2 separate regions of the Ovis aries genome follow, and region 1 is linked to region 2. A link is a contact called in public Hi-C data. All regions are on one chromosome and are shown on one strand. The core of a region is the stretch at or near the end of the contact, and the rest is flanking DNA. Distances in the headings are between cores, read along the strand shown. Region 1 has its middle 24 kb from the start of KLHL25. Region 2 overlaps AKAP13 (A-kinase anchoring protein 13).

Evidence for each region. Hi-C and Micro-C count contacts between places; a contact is called where the count stands out from the background.
Region 1: a Hi-C map of mixed tissues shows a contact between it and region 2, with 4 times the contacts expected there. The contact joins two enhancer-like sites. A contact is called at or near these places in 7 of 16 Hi-C or Micro-C datasets (blood, hypothalamus, liver and 4 more).

What each region holds. Positions count from the first base shown.
Region 1 is chr18:16,039,591-16,042,290 of ARS-UI_Ramb_v3.0, forward strand. No RefSeq gene overlaps it. Among named protein-coding and RNA genes, the nearest start is that of KLHL25, 24 kb to the left of the region's middle. Within about 2 kb of position 1,446, at least 6 of the 54 cell types and tissues checked have an H3K27ac peak or open chromatin away from gene starts, as enhancers often do.
Region 2 is chr18:15,752,304-15,755,003 of ARS-UI_Ramb_v3.0, forward strand. AKAP13 (A-kinase anchoring protein 13) reads left to right here. Exons shown (of 39, transcript XM_060402005.1): 5 at 2,308-2,604. Among named protein-coding and RNA genes, the nearest start is that of TRNAW-CCA, 93 kb to the right of the region's middle. Within about 2 kb of position 1,373, at least 10 of the 54 cell types and tissues checked have an H3K27ac peak or open chromatin away from gene starts, as enhancers often do.

The sequences.
Region 1 (2,700 bases), core at 196-2,695, 290 kb after region 2:
ACCCCAAACCCCTGCACTGGAAGATGAAGTCTCAACCATCGGACCACCAGGGAAGTCCCTTGATGTACCAGTGTTTATTCAATCCATTGCTATGGACGATATTTGGGCCCAGTCAGTTGCTATTACAGAATACCCTTGTGCACGTGTCTTTTTCATGCTGCTTCAGTAGATTTGCAGAAGCTGACCTTCTGGTCAAGAACACACACAGCTGCCCTCTGCCTTGGAATTGCTAAATTCCCCTTTGGAAGGATTATGCCCTGTTGCATTTCCTAGGTGAGGCTTCTCAAGAAAGATGATCAAGAGATCTGTTGTTCATGATCCGGGGTGCCTAAACGCCAGAACACAGAGCTTCTTTCCACTGGAACATTCCATTTCTTTAAGGGGAAGCTGTCTGAGGGTTTGCGTGGGGGAGGTATGTATTGCTTCCAGGCGTCAGTGTTTCCACATGTGCGTGTGTGAGGCGGTGAGTCCACTGGCTCCCTGGGCACATATTCTATAATTTTCTGTGTCAGCCTCACATTTCACTTGCACCAAGCATTTCTGAATCCTGAGTCTCTCTGTCTGCATGACATGCTGGGAGCCTCAGAGTGTAATAGCATTTAGGATATTCCTGGCTGGGACTTCTCACCCAGTAGTTACTATGGTGTCTCAGTGGGCTCACTATCTTGCAGGACTGTGCTGAAATCTCTTGCCTCTTTGTATCCCATCTCCTCATCTTTTCTTTTTTTTTGTATTTTTTCCATCTCTTTTCTATTGGGTGTTTGTACCTTTAAAATTAATTTAGTACCATTTTATTGGCTTGAGGCTGGAGAGGAGATGCATTGATGATATGATTTCACCACTTTGATCCAGAAGTGCACCAAAAATGTATAGAAGGTGATGCTGAAAATTTGCAGGATATGAGGGAGAGAATTAGGAAAAGAGAGGATTTTCTAATAAGGGCTTCTCTGGACCATGTGTTAAGCTGTACTTTCTGGTTTCTGAGAAACACGAGTGAAGGATTTGACTTTTTCTGAAATTGCTTTTGGTTCCCAGATGGATATATCATTGGCTGGGCCACCCAGCTTTTTAGCACATAAAGAATTATGAACAACTGAGTTAATTCTGAAAATTATTATAGCAGATCACATGCTTAAAATTTGGGTCCTGCTAAAATATTTGATTCAGTTATCCTGTCTCCTGACACATAAAGGATGCTTGAAATTTATTACAGAGCAATAAAACAAAAGCCTCCCAAACAAAAAACCACAAGGAATCTGCAGAATTCTGTTACACTTCTGACAATTTACTGGGGCATCTATGCATGCCCTAAGCGTTCTCAGATAACTTGCTTCTCCAAAGGCTAAGAGATGAAATGCACATTTGTTATTACAGACGATACACGTCTCATTCGCAGTTAACGATCTAACTACCATCTATCCAGGATCATACTTGTGTCAGCTGCTCTGCTTGGTCCTGAGAACAAGACGGTCCTTGTTGTCAGGGAATTTACAGTCTGGTGGGGGAGGAATGGGAGACAGGCCACAAAGAGATAATTATAAAATGTTGTGATATATGCTATTATAGTAAAATGTACAGAGGAGTCCAGGATTTAATTATCATAGTTAACAATGTACATTTTTATACACGCTTACTTTGACAGTGCATACATTAAAACTGGAGAAGTACTAAGAAAATTGGCTAGGTTCCTGAGCAGAGATGACTTAAAAACTCAGGCAGTAGCCTGTTGTAGTGGAAATTCGTCTGTACTTGGTCTCCAAAGGTCTGGGTTTGATCCCCATTTATACCTTTTGTTTCTATTACAAAGTCCCTTAACTGTCTCTGGGTGTCAGTGTCTTCATTTTTAACAAGGGGGGAGGTGGTGGACTTCCCTGGTAGTGAAGTGGGTAAGAATCTGCTTGCCAGTGCAGGGGGCACAGGTTCGATCCCTCGTCCGGGAAGATCCGCATGCCTCGGAACACTGAGCCCACGCCACAACTATGGAGCTTTCACTCCAGAGTCTGCGCTCTGCGGCTAAAGAAGCCACTGCAATGAGAAGCCCACACACTTCAACGAAGAGTGGCCCCCACTCTCCCTAACTAGAGAAACCTGGGCAAAGCAATGACGTTCTAATGCAGCTGAAACTAAATAAATAAAAATAAGGAGGGGAGGGCTACTTCCCTGGTCCACTGGTGAGGACTCTGCGTCCACTCCACTCTCCTCAACTAGAGAAACCCTGGGCGAAGCAATGATGTTCTAATGCAGCTGAAACTAAATAAATAAAAATAAGGAGGTGGGGGGGGGGGTGCTACTTCCTGGTCTACTGGTGAGGACTCTGCGTCCACTGCAGCAGACATGCGTTCAATTCCTGGTTGGTATGAAAACCCCACATGGCCAAAAATAAATAAATAAATTAGAATAAGATAAAAACAAGGGGAACGTTAAATGATGGCTGAGACCCTTCCATGATGAACATCTCAAGGGGTGAATTCCAGCTCCTCCCTGATGTGAACCCAATAGACTAATGTGAATGTCAGTGACTGCATTGCTGAGCTGGGCTGGATGAGTCCACGTAACCAACCAGGGTCTTCGTTAGGTGGCAGTGTTAGACGTGCAACGTACCTTTTGGGAAACTAAACTTGACAAGTTTAATGGCAGTGGGGCTACACTGCTCCTCATTTCTGAAACCAGAGTTGCAACGCTGCCAGGACCTTACACGCA
Region 2 (2,700 bases), core at 123-2,622:
ACGCCCATGTGGGCAGAGGATGCTTGATTCCCACGGCCTTTCTAGAAGGAATTCAGCTGGGAAGGCAGTGGGAGCAGCTGGTGGAGTTAGGCATTTGTATGGAGACTGATTTCCAGGGTTCGTGAGCCTGTTCCTCTGGCTTTAATAGCCATACTGGCCTGTCATTCCAAGTATAGGGTGGGCTCCTTGCAGACAGGGACGTAACTGTCACTGTTACTTCTTTATTTAAAAGCGATGCTTTACAGAGCTCTCACACCATGATGTTTAGCATCAGACCTGATAGATTCTGCTTCATGGTTGTGTGAATCTGGGCAGTTTATCTCTTGAAGTCTCAGTTTTCTCATCTGTAACATGAAGACAGTACACGCCATATAAATTTGTTGTGTGGATCTGGGCAGTTCATCTCTTGAAGTCTCAGTTTTCTTACCTGTGACATGAAGACAGTACACGCCATATAAATTTGTTGTGTTGAGAAAGTGACACAGCAGATGCCTGGTATGTCATAGGCACGTGCTCCCATCCTTAGGTTACACACCAGTGAGAGGCTTTTCCTCACAAAGGAAAGCCTTTAAAGAGGCCCCTGGGGGGAAAGGGGCTTCCCTGGGGACTCAGATGGTGAAGGATCTGCCTGCAATGCCAGGAGACCCAGCTTCCATCCCTGGGTTGGGATGATCCCCTGGAGAAGGGAATGGCAACCCTCTCCAGTGTTCTTGCTTGGAGGATCCCACGGACAGAGGGGCCTGATGCGCTATGGGGTCACAAAGAGTCAAACAGGACTAAGCGACTAACACACACACCATAGGGGTCGGGGGAAGTCTGCAGAATATTAATTTATTTCTCTTGTTGGTCACATGGGGGGAGAAAATGATTGTTTTCTCTTTCAAAGACAGCAGAAAGCTTCGTTTGCTGTGCTGGGTGGGAAGCCTCTGTTGGCTGTGCCTGTGGTCTGGGAGGGTGGCACTCAGGGACCCTCCAGCTCATCCAGAAGCCAGGATGGGCTCTCCATGTGGGTGGTTTCTGGGAGCCTGGCCCTCAGGTGCCTGCAGTTCCTCAGGCAGCACACCAGGGGGCGCAGCTCACTCAGAAACACCAACTCCAGTTTCTTTTCTCATCACAAAGATATTTATGGAAGAAATGATGATGTTACGAGCATAGTTCCAATGAGCTGAGATCAGTGCCTAAAGGTGGAGGAAAAGTGTGTTTTGATGAATACATTCCGCATCTTGGAAATGAATAACATTGCTGAAAACCCCAGGGAGATCTGATTTTCCAGGAATGCCTCCCTGCGGACACAGGGCTCACACCTTCCTGGTCTAGACACCAGTGGAGCTCTGTAGGGTGGCGGGTGGCTTGCTGCCTGGTGTCAGAGCTTATGCATTCTCTGCCCCTCTGGGCAGTGGGCACCGTGGTCCCTGGCCCTGGCATTGCATCATCCCTGTGCAAACCGGGCAATTTCTTTGAAGTTCTCTTTGCATTACAGGAAACAATAGGCATTTCAGAGCAAAAGTCATTTTCTCCGCCTTGAGTCAGTTCATAACAGTGAGGTGAAATCAGGTCGCGTGCTTGGTGCCTGTTCAGTCCCTTCAGTCGTGTCTGACTCTTTGCCATCTTATGGACCGTGCCCTACCAGGCTCTGTCCGTGGGGTGCTGGGGCCTCAGTCCAGTTCCTGCTGGGTAACCCGTGGAAGTGACTTTTACCCTGCTGGGTTTCCAGATCCAGGGCGGCTCAGGAGCCTTCCCACTGGACGGTAGGCCTCATCGCAAGGTCCTTGAGCTTTCATTCTTTAATTTGTTCAAGTTGAACAGATTAGTGCATATTGAGATTTTCAGAGACTGTTAATGCCAGGTTATTTGGTAGGCGCACTGGGGCTTCCCAGGTGGCTCAGTGGTAAAGCACCTGCCTGCCAGTGCAGGAGACAAGGAGACGCGGATTCAGTCTCTGGGTCGGGAAGGTCCCCTAGAGAAGGTAATGGCCACTCACTCCAGTATTCTTGCCTGGGAACATCTCATGGACAGAGAAGCCTGGTGAGCTACAGTCCATGGGGTCTCAGACAATCAGACATGACTGATTGACTGAACAACAACAGGGGAACCAGTTGATCTTCGCGAATAGCACTTGTGAAAAGTGAATTAGAGATGGAGTTTTGTGAGGTGTGGAAGATTGCCGTCAGAGCTTTGGGGAAGGAGGGGGTTCCTTTCAGGAGGGGGTGTGTGCTTGTCACGCAGGAAGAGCTGAGGTTCCCGCCGCCGCCCCGTCTCTCAGGAGGAGGGCTCTGATCTGTCTCCCTGCTGCCTGTGCCTCCTTAGGTCATGACTGCTGCGAGACAGTGAAGGTGCTGCTCTGCGCTTCCAAAGAGGGCCTGCCCGTGCTCGTGGTGGCAGAAGAGGACTTCCGGTTCATCCAGGACGAGGCCTACGACGCAGCCCAGTTCCTGGCCACCAGCGCCGGCAACCAGCAGGCCCTGAACTTCACCCGCTTCCTGGATCGCTCAGGACCCCCGTCCACGGACGTGAACTCCCTCGATGAGAAGGTCGCCCTGGCCTTCAGGCACCTGAAGCTGCCAGCGGAGTGGAATGTGTTGGGGACAGACGCAGCCTCACACGGTAAGGAGCTCGGATGACCCGCAGCCTTTGAGCTTGGGATTCTTTGTATTTGGATGGGGCTGCTTTCTTAGGGGGATGATCCTCCCGTCTCCCATG